Regions from separate parts of the Zea mays genome. Here regions 2 and 3 are each linked to region 1. Evidence: chromatin contacts called from public Hi-C data. All regions are on one chromosome and are shown on one strand. Each heading gives the region's core, a stretch centred on a gene start, on an enhancer-like site or on the middle of the called end of the contact. The rest is flanking DNA. Distances are from core to core; before and after follow the strand shown. Region 1 holds the start of LOC100193491. Region 2 holds the start of LOC100191874. Region 3 has its middle 14 kb from the start of LOC111591222.

Region 1 (3,293 bases), core at 551-3,050:
ATAGACATAATGGTGAACAAGATAAATAATTTTATGTTTGTAGGACACAGCACGGGAGGGCGGGGGGGTATCCAGATAGCAGCGAGTGGTCAGACATTAAAAAAATTAATGGATATCTGAAGATATCCAGGTAAAAAAATTGTGACTGCATTTCACAAGGCAACTCCAATTTGTCTCCCAAGCATTCCAGTGGAAAATTGTAGTACTTCAGAACGAGTCTTAAGTACAGTAGACAGTAGCTAATATGTGTTTGCAGATGCAGGCTGCAGCACTTTATGTCCTCTAAATATGACCTAAGAATCCAGTTGGGAACCAACTGCAGTAGAGGTGTACCATCAACTAGCTACAACAGTAATGTACCGTCTCGGATAAAGTTAAGCATACCACAGCACCAGTGTTCATGTGGCTGATGTCGGCTGTGACACCAGGTGCGTTGACGACATCGTATAGATGGAGCACCGAAACAAGAGGGTTCATCTTCATCAATAGCGCAAGTGGCTGCCCAATCCCACCTGCTGCACCCAAGATCGCGACTTTGAAGCCTGGCGCCGCACCTTTTGCACGGCAATTGGATCCCCTCAAGAGGGGAACATCTTCCATCTTCAAAACAAAGCAACATAAGAAAATTTAGCAGATATGAAAAGTAGAGCCCAGAGTGCATTTTTAGTCTGAATAAGGTGGGAACCCATCACCCATCAGTGTGACTAGTTTGGAGAAGATTCTAAAATCCCTAGACAGGTCGTTGGCAACCAATTTAAAAGGTTCCAAAAAGGATGAGGAGGAAGCTTTTGTGTTTGTCACTAGATCCACGTGACGTTCTGTTAAAACCATGTCACATGTGGTTTACAAAGGTAGGTGTCGTCATTCAAGTATCAGAAAGTAAGGAACGAAACCTAGAACTCTAAGAGACTCGATCGGATTCCGGTACTTGACAGAATTGCGCACATTTAGGCGCACAAACTACTTTCCAGGTGCAGTTCAGTAAAATGCGAGAGCGATACTACCACCACGCACAATGCAGTAAATATATGTAGCTGTCCGGTCAACATTTGGCAGTGGATACATTCAGGAACAGGAATTGAATCAGCAATCCCCATACAAAACAATTCGGCCGTTGGTACTGGTAGGCATGCACAACCCGATCCACGATCCAAGACAGTGGTGGCACTGGAAGTTAATATGGTTATACGGCTCCCATCCCATCAGGACCAAAGGAGCCTCCTTTGATGCCAAGGTCCTGCTTTGGGCGAGCCCGCGCTGCGGCGAAGGATCCCCTTGACCTTTGGGGCTCGAATTCACTGGCGTTCGAGTCGAGAGACGGGAGGGCGGGCGGGCGGCGGCGAAGCGAATCCAAGCGAACCGCCGCCGTCCCCTGTTACGGAGGTCGTCGAACTAAACGAGCCGGAAAGGTGGAAGAGGGAGGGGGGAGCGCGGTGTCTGACCTGAGGGTGAGAGACGGAGGGATGGCGCAGGTGGGAGGCGAGCGTGGCCATCCGCCTGGCCGCCGGCCCTTGCTGCTGCTGACCCATGGTTGCGCCCTGGCGTTGCAGAAACAAGAGTTGGAAGGAGAGAGCAGGGAAAGGGGGGTAGGTCGTCGTAGGTATCGTTGCTTGTTATTCCCGCTAGCTTCGCGAGATGGGGACGGAGACGGAGGATGCGTGGACGTTTCCAAGGGAAGGGATAGACGGACCGTTGTGATGGGGTATGGCATTACCCGTATGGGCGTATGGGCAGGACGGCGGCCGGGCACGGAGTGCGAAGGGAAGAGGTGCCATGGGATCACGGCGATGACGATACAAGATGCTACTAGTCTTGGCCCTTCTCGTGAATAGAACAATCCTCTCGTAAAAGGGTGAATGGCGTACGGTACCACTCGAGTGTAGTTGGGCTTCCACAGAGGAACAATCCGATGGATCAAACAATTCCAAGGATCCATCCATATAAATGGGCTCCAATTGGCCCAGCAGGGATGAACCAAGCCGTACTTGCCTAGTGGCACGGCACACCGTCTTGCCTATTGACACTAGTAGTGGCTCATGCTCATTGGATGATGAAATTCAGAGCAGCAGTGAAAGGCGCTCTGCACGCCGGACGTTTGCTGTTCAGGCATATAACAAACCTCTTACTATATTTGATGCTGATGGGGTGGTGCCTTTTCCCTGGTCAAAGATCGATTAACATGTTGAGCTGGAGAGCTAGCTTACTGATTGGCTGGCCTGTGCCTACCCTATAATCCGCGGCGCCTGTCTCATTTCTGTTTCATTGTGCGTTGTTCTGAACATCAGCTAACATATATAAGGAAACACTACTGTAGTGCTATAACAGTAAGCTCCATATAATCATAATGCGTGCGCTGGGCCCTACATCCACAATACTATATTCATACGTGTGCGTATAACAAGCCATATAACTCTCGTTGTGTTTCTTTCTTGTGTCGTGAGTTCATTGCGATTGGTTTGGTCGTCACCGACAGCAACTCGTCAGCTCTCCTATTAGGCGACGCAAAAGGAGCTGCCGGGCATGGCTTACTCTTGTTATACTACTTGAATCACGTTCTTCGCCGCTTATTTTACACTCGGCAAGACGTTGCCAAGTGTTCATTTTACACTTGGCAAGACGTTGTCAAATGTTACACTCAGCAAATAATGCTCGGCAAATAGTTCTTTGTCGAGTATTTTTTTCGGTAGCAAAACATTTTTTAAATTATATGAATAAATTTACATTTTTCATTATTATTTTGAATCAAATTTACATGTTTTGTAATGGTAAGATTCAAACTCGCAACCTCTCTCGCGCGCATACTCTCCTTTACCACTACAAGACTAAATCAATTATGTCTATATTATGTTTTCATTCCTCGTGTACTATAACAAACCGAGAGTAATTTAATTATTTAAGGTACTAAATGAATTAATTTGAAAATGTGACAACTATAAAGTTGCATAACTTTTCAAGATCTACAAGTTTTATTTTGATAGTTTCTACATCCGATGTTGTTTACAAAATTTAAATTTTAAATTTTAAAACTTCACACGAATTTTTCAATGATAAGATGATTTCAAATCAAAAAAGTGTCAATTACAAAGTTTAATTACATTTCAAGACCTACAAATTTTATTTTGGTAGTTTTTCCATCCGAGGTAATTTCAAAAATTCAAATTTTAAAATCCAAACATAGTTTTGCATGACAAGATGATTTCAAACCAAAACATTGTCAACTATAAAGTTTTATAATTCTTCAATACCTACAACTTTCATGTTGATGGTTTTTTTCGATGTCATTTTCAAAATTC
Region 2 (3,293 bases), core at 526-3,025, 700 kb before region 1:
GGCTAGAGGGGATACACGGCTTGTGGGTAAAGTTGTACCAGCTCTGCAGAGTGTAAAACTGATAAATCAGCCGTGCTCACGGTTATGAGCATCCTGGACTCCTCACATGATAATTGAACTTGAAGATGGAAATAAATCGAGATCCGATGATCTGCCAATGGTTTGCTTAAGTGGTTTCACTTAAGTGTTTTTGACATACTCTTATACCTTTGTTTAATGGGAATACTTGGGATTCACACTTATTAGTAAGTCAAGTGTTGTTAATAAAATGTTGACCAACTAAAATGCTAACCGCATTTAACTTTAGCCTTACCTTGTTACCTTGCATTTTGATGTCCATGTTTCGCTGTACTTTGATGAATAAAGGTTAAGACATTATGTCTGTTCAAAGTGTAATATGTTAATATAATCGTTATTTACGCTTTTATGCATTGTTCTTTTGATATATTACACTTGTGGCATCAACATATGTGTGGAAATAGATCCTGGCACACATATGCTATGCACCCGGCTCTGCCCCTTAGAAACGGGTGTGACACTACCAGTGGCGGAGGTGGAGTCGGATGGCTTCGTATCTACAAAAAAACATATTACTTTCAATAAAAATTTCGGCAGCACCTCCCCTATATGGTGAGGTTTCTAAAACCTGAAGAGAAACGAACAACACGATGGGTGACATACACATTCACTTATCTAACTAGTGGTATGTAACTAAGTACACAAACTAACTAGCAACTTTGTACTAAAGTAAACAAAACTAAACTAAACATATTAAACAAAAATAAACTAACTATACTAAACTAATCAAAACTAAACTAACTAAGTCCACAAACAAGTACAAAAACTAACTAGCAAGTTTGTATGAAAGTAAACCAAACTAAAATATATACTAAACAAACTAAATAACTACACAAAACTAAACTAAATATACTAAACTTAATAACTAAAGTAAACTAAAATATATACTAAACTAACCTAGAGTAAAATTTGTAACTAAACTAACATTTATACTTAACTAAACCTAGAGTAAAGTTTGTACTAACCTAAACTAAACCTAGGCGTGCGACATTGACCTCAAGGAGACGAAGGTGCGACAACAAGGCAAGGCGACGTTGGCGAGGCGATGGCGTGCTTCCGGACCGATGACGTCGCACGTGACGGTCGCGTGGAGGCTCGTGGCAGCGCGGCGCTCGAGGGCGACGACGCGGGTGCTCGGGGCGGCGGCTCATCACGACGCTCGAGGCTGGCGTCGGAGCGGGGATCGGGGCGAGGCCTGCGGTGGTGAAGCACAAAGATTGGGCGGTAGCAGTGAGTGAGCGAAGGTGAGGGAGAGAATGGGAAGGAGGAGCTCAGTCCGAGCCTAAATCCTAGCCTCGCGCCAAGTTTTATGATGCCGAGCTAGGGGACCACGATGGTGTTGCGTTAGCATTATCCGCCAGCGCGACACGTACCTCGGTGCCACAGACTATGACGCTGAGACGTGATACCTCAACGCCACGGGCTGTGGCGACGAGCAAAAGGTCCAAAAACAATATTAATTCGTCCAGAAATCTAAACGCGATTTTTTAAAAAAAACTAAAATACAAAATATCCGGACATGGACACAACCTACTCGACCGAACAGCGGGCATATGGGCCAAAGCCCACCTGGCAGAGATCATGAGGGGGAAGGCCCGTCTAGCCCAGCCCAGCCAAGCCCATCCCATCCCCACGAGGACAAAGCAGAGCAAGGTCCTCCGGGCCCCCATAGCGTCCCGCAACCCTCCGGGCCCGGCGACACAAGGCAAGGAAAAAAAAGGATGGCTCTCCGGCGCAACGCCGGATCCCTCGCGCTCCGCGCCGCCGCCTACCTCCGCCGCCACCGTCCCCATCCTCCTCCCCCACTGGCCCTCGCCGCCCCCGCTCCCACTCCCATACGCTCCCCGCTGGCCCCGCCTTTCCGGCACTTCGCTGCTCCGCCTGGTACTCAGGTAGGCACCCCTCTTCGCTGCTGCCTCCGTTCACCCCGCCTTCCCTGCCGCGCTGCCTCGTGACCGTGGGCTTTGTGGTGACCCGTTCCGTCCCGTTTCGGTTTTGAAGACCAATAGGAAGCGAGGCAAGGAGGAGGACGATGCCAGCGCGGGCCCGCGCATGAACAACGCCATCGCCGCTCCCTTCGTCAGGCTCGTCATGGATGAAGGCCACAACATTCTCCCCCGGCATGAAGCCTTGCAGCTTGCGATCAGGATGGACATGGACTTGGTTGAGGTACACTGTCTTCCATTCCATATGCTTATCTTGGATTCATTTTTCTTTTCCCTAACCATAGGTTACATATCGTTATGACACTGTTTGAGTAATTTGATCCCTGCAGTTGCAGCCAATTGATGTTGCTTATAGTAGTACCAAATATTAGATACTGTGACATTACAGACATCGTGTTACTTATACGTACCCACTTCACATAATAAGCATGTAGTGCTGATGTATATCACACAAGAAATAAAAAGTTTGCTTGTAAAAGTAGAACACATTACACACATGCCTTTTGGTGTGATAGTCTTGTAAAATTATGTAAATGTGGATGACAAACTAGGCTCGTCACAGGTCCATATTATACAGTAGCGACCCGACAACAACCATGTGCCAGATTACAGAAAACAATTAGCAGCTTAAAGTACAAGTCAAGGAACTAACAAGAATATCTCTATTTTCTATACACAACTTTAGAAGAGTACTAACTTGCTGATAGCTGTGGTGATGCATACCATAAAGAAGATATATATACCATACAGGAGATATGCACATACTTATCTAACAAGCCTTCATGTAGGTTTTCTTTTCTTGTGAGCCTCTCCACATTTGCGGGGGAAGGCTCGCCTCAATTTATCCCTTCTCCAGACCATAATTTTCAGATCGCCTGATCGCATGATCGATCCCACTGGGCGATTAGGCGTCGATCAAGGCGATTAGTCGCCCCTGATCGACCCTAATCGCCCCCCTGGCCGTCCTGTGTATTCCAGGATAGTCATATATATAACACTATATATAGTATATACTATAGAGACTTGCAGTAGTATAAATAGTCCAATATTCAATACTTGAATAGTCCAAAACAGCAGTACATCCAGCTTACTAGATCAGTACAGCAGCAACAAGTTTATTCAATACTTGAATAGTTCATAATAGCACAGCATCAACAAGTTTATATGAAACCGCAAGTCTACAACTTACTAGATCAGTAGACCATGACCAAGAAGGCTTCAGATGAGGAGCTCATCTCCAGTCCCTATGTTCTCTTTTCTCCCAGGCGA
Region 3 (3,293 bases), core at 508-3,007, 680 kb before region 1:
TGAGACAACAAGGGTGAGCTCACATACGTTCATCGCTCAACAAGTTGTGGGGAATAATGTGTATGAACTCGCCAAATGTGGGAGCTCAGGTTAAGTGTAAGGCTTACCAAAGAGGATGGTTAAAGTGGAGCATCGCTTTTAATGTTGGTCAAAATTTTATTAGTAGTTACTAAGTATAAGTAGATACCAAACCAGAGTAATAATATATCAAAAATAATAATAAATAACAATGCGATGCAAATGACAAATTGAATTTAATTCCATAAACTAATCATGCGAGAGTCCTGAGCTGCTCGCGAGCACGGCTAGTATACCAGTTTTACACTCTGTAGAGGTGGTACCCTTTACCCACAAGTCATGTCACTCGGTTAGCAAGGGGTCTAGAAGTCCCATTCACCTCTACCGAGGAGACGAGGCAGGGTAACACTACGAGGCCTTTACAAAGTTTCACTAGCTTCAGAAAACCCGCTACAGTTTCTAGTAAGAGCAATGCAGGAATCCCCCGTCTGACCGCCATCGCAGCAAAGTCAACCCGAGAACCTCCCTACACGCCTACTCCCCTACTGCCCTTGCCCCTTTCGGGTAAGATAGTCCTCCACTAGCTTTCCTAATTAGTCAGCCAAGGGCGTCCCATTCCACCCTTGTGGTGGCACGTGTTTCTCAAGTTAAGCTCGATGTTCCAATCAACATAATAACCTTGTCATGAACAATAATTAAAACCACAGTATAATTGGAACATGATCATAATGTAATATTGATCCCAAAACCATATATAGCAATAGCAAAGACTACCCAAAAGTTCAAGGGTGAACAAGGTGTAAAGATGACCAAACTAGGGTGACCTATTGGGTCCCATCAAAATTAAGCCTATGCATGCCAAAATGATTATAGAGAACATTATTGGGTAAATAAAAGTAATCAAGTGAGCAACTTGCCTTAGACTTGAGATTCCCAGGTACCAAGATGATCTTCAGATTCTCGTGACATCACCGCTATTCGTAGCAATTCAAACAAACATGATATAGGCAAAATTAACATCACACCAAACATAAGAACAAACTGTATAATAATACTCTAATTGTTGCTACGAGATCGTGGGTTTGAGAACTACTAAAATCAGAGTTATGGTTAAAGAGGTATAATTTTCGGAAGACCCACGTGATTAAGTAATTAAAACTAAGTCTTGTGTTGATTTTATAAAGATAATCTGAAAAAATAATTAATTCAACTTTAATCTTAATTATAACTTGTCTAGTGATCATATTTTAACCAAATTATAATTATGGACATTTTAGCTTTGATTAGAAGAGTTAATCTAGTAGACATAGGTTAATAAATATCTAACTATAAAAGTAGGCGATATGGTATAATTAATGTTGTCACTGTGTAGTAAATATTTATACGAAGCTAACACAACTTGAGTGGAGTAATTCAGAGTAAAAGTGAGTAAGTTATGCAATAAACAAGTTTTTAGGTTTATTTTATATTAAAACCGATTACCAGATTTATTTTATATACCTAACCGAATTGTTGAGCTGCGGCTAGGATTTCTTGGAAAAGTTCAGGGTCTAATTCACAATAATTCGGGACCTAAGTAAAATACTTTACTACTACGCGTGGACTGTGGGCTGTTTTATTGTTTTGCTCGGGGCTCTTTAGCAAATTTGTGAGCCGAAGGGGTATGAACACACCCTGGCCATGGGATCCTCAACCTACGGTGTGGATTAGATCTATCCCTAACCGAACCGGTACTAAACTGAGGCCGCCAGATCTAGGATCCACGGTCCAAAATTCACGATGACCAGATCCGATCCCGGTCGCTTACCCGTGATCCAACGATTCTAATACAACCGGTGAAGGGGTGTTCTTCATTTTGATCTAGGTCACCAACACAAAGATCGATGGCTAGGATTAACCCGGGCGAAACGTTATTTTTGACCTAATCCAGTGCGTCTATTTGGAGATCTAACGACTAGTCTTCTTTCTCCTACCTCAGTCTTCTACCTCCGGCAGCGCCCGCGTGACGGCGAGTGAGCAGGATGCGGTGGCGTGACTGCAGGCGCTCCGACAACTGAGTACCAGTGCATGCTACCTTTCTATAGCAAGTTCTACGCAAAGCGGATAGCGAATCAAAACAAAGGTTCCCTATACTTACCGGAGATCACGTCGTGGAGACCACATCATGGCGAGAGGCAGTTTGGCGGTGGTCTGAGAACTCCGACGAATAGTTCATCGAGAATGAGGCGGTATTTCCCTCGGTGACACGAGCGACAGCTTCCTCACGCACAAGCGAACACCATCGATAAGGGTCCATGGCGGCTGCAGCCCACTGTTCCTCTCCCAAACTCTCGTAGCATGCTTGGCTACCCCGGCGTGTGCGCAGGCGTATATGCGGGATGACCCCGAGGCTAATGCGCAGGGCGTATACATAGCCGACCCCAAGCTAGATGCCCACAGTGTGGCGGTTACAACGGCCCACGCGAATTGCGCGCCGCTCGGTCCGTGCTGTTCCTATCTGGGAGATGCCCCTGTAACGTGGGTCCCACCTATCATCGGACCCATGCGACAGCGACCAAGGTGAGCGACGCGCCTAGCGGGCAGGCACTGGCGAAGGGCCCCACACAGCAGTGGCAAATCCGGGCATGCGCGTGGGTGAGAGACGGTTGACAAAACGGCCCCACATGTTAGCCAACCAGGAGCAGGCAACGCACGCGGGGTGAGGCCGGTCAGCGGGCCCCGCCAATCGGTGAAACGGGGTGGAGTGGCTGTGCCACCCGGGTCCACATGTCGGCGACAGGGGTCCACTGTTGGGCCGCGCAAAGGAGGGAAAATGGGCCAAAAAGGAGGTTTCCAGCCCAGCAGGGTTTTATTCTCCTTTTTTCTTTTCCTTTTTGAATTTCTATTCCAAATCTAATCACAAATTGCAAATTTGTTCCTAATTCAATTTGATTTGGGGTTTGAATTTCCAGGTTGAATGCACACAAACAAAAACCCCTAGCATGAAGGCAACCATTATATTTTACTTATCTATTTTATCTCTTTAAGCATATAGATAATCTATATATAGGTATATAGATATATTTATTATTATTATTTTTAATTAGAAATCCAATCTCAGTATTCAAACATATATATATATATATATATATATATATATATATATATATATATATATATATATATATATATATATATATATATATACACGAACAATTCAATATGTAGGACCGGTAAGGCGACCAGAGGGGGGTGTGAATGGGAGCCAATCGGATTTTTGTCTCCAAACACTAAAA

The links. A called contact is a pair of places that touch in the nucleus more often than the background predicts.
Region 2: a Hi-C map of bundle sheath shows a contact between it and region 1, with 3 times the contacts expected there. The contact joins the promoter of LOC100191874 here to the promoter of LOC100193491 in region 1. A contact is called at or near these places in 7 of 25 Hi-C or Micro-C datasets (bundle sheath, leaf, root tip and 1 more).
Region 3: a contact with region 1 is called in a Hi-C map of endosperm, with 4 times the contacts expected there. The contact joins the enhancer-like site here to the promoter of LOC100193491 in region 1. A contact is called at or near these places in 4 of 25 Hi-C or Micro-C datasets (endosperm, leaf, root tip and 1 more).

What each region holds. Positions count from the first base shown.
Region 1 is chr3:108,964,681-108,967,973 of Zm-B73-REFERENCE-NAM-5.0, reverse strand. LOC100193491 reads right to left here and starts at 1,800. Exons shown (of 9, transcript NM_001138605.2): 1 at 1,443-1,800; 2 at 385-600. The coding sequence starts at 1,529.
Region 2 is chr3:109,667,110-109,670,402 of Zm-B73-REFERENCE-NAM-5.0, reverse strand. LOC100191874 reads left to right here and starts at 1,775. Exons shown (of 7, transcript NM_001137298.1): 1 at 1,775-1,970; 2 at 2,080-2,247. The coding sequence starts at 1,800.
Region 3 is chr3:109,647,400-109,650,692 of Zm-B73-REFERENCE-NAM-5.0, reverse strand. No RefSeq gene overlaps it. Among protein-coding and RNA genes, the nearest start is that of LOC111591222, 14 kb to the left of the region's middle. Within about 2 kb of position 1,757, at least 17 of the 20 cell types and tissues checked have an H3K27ac peak or open chromatin away from gene starts, as enhancers often do. A contact at or near this core is called in endosperm and leaf, where this site is marked.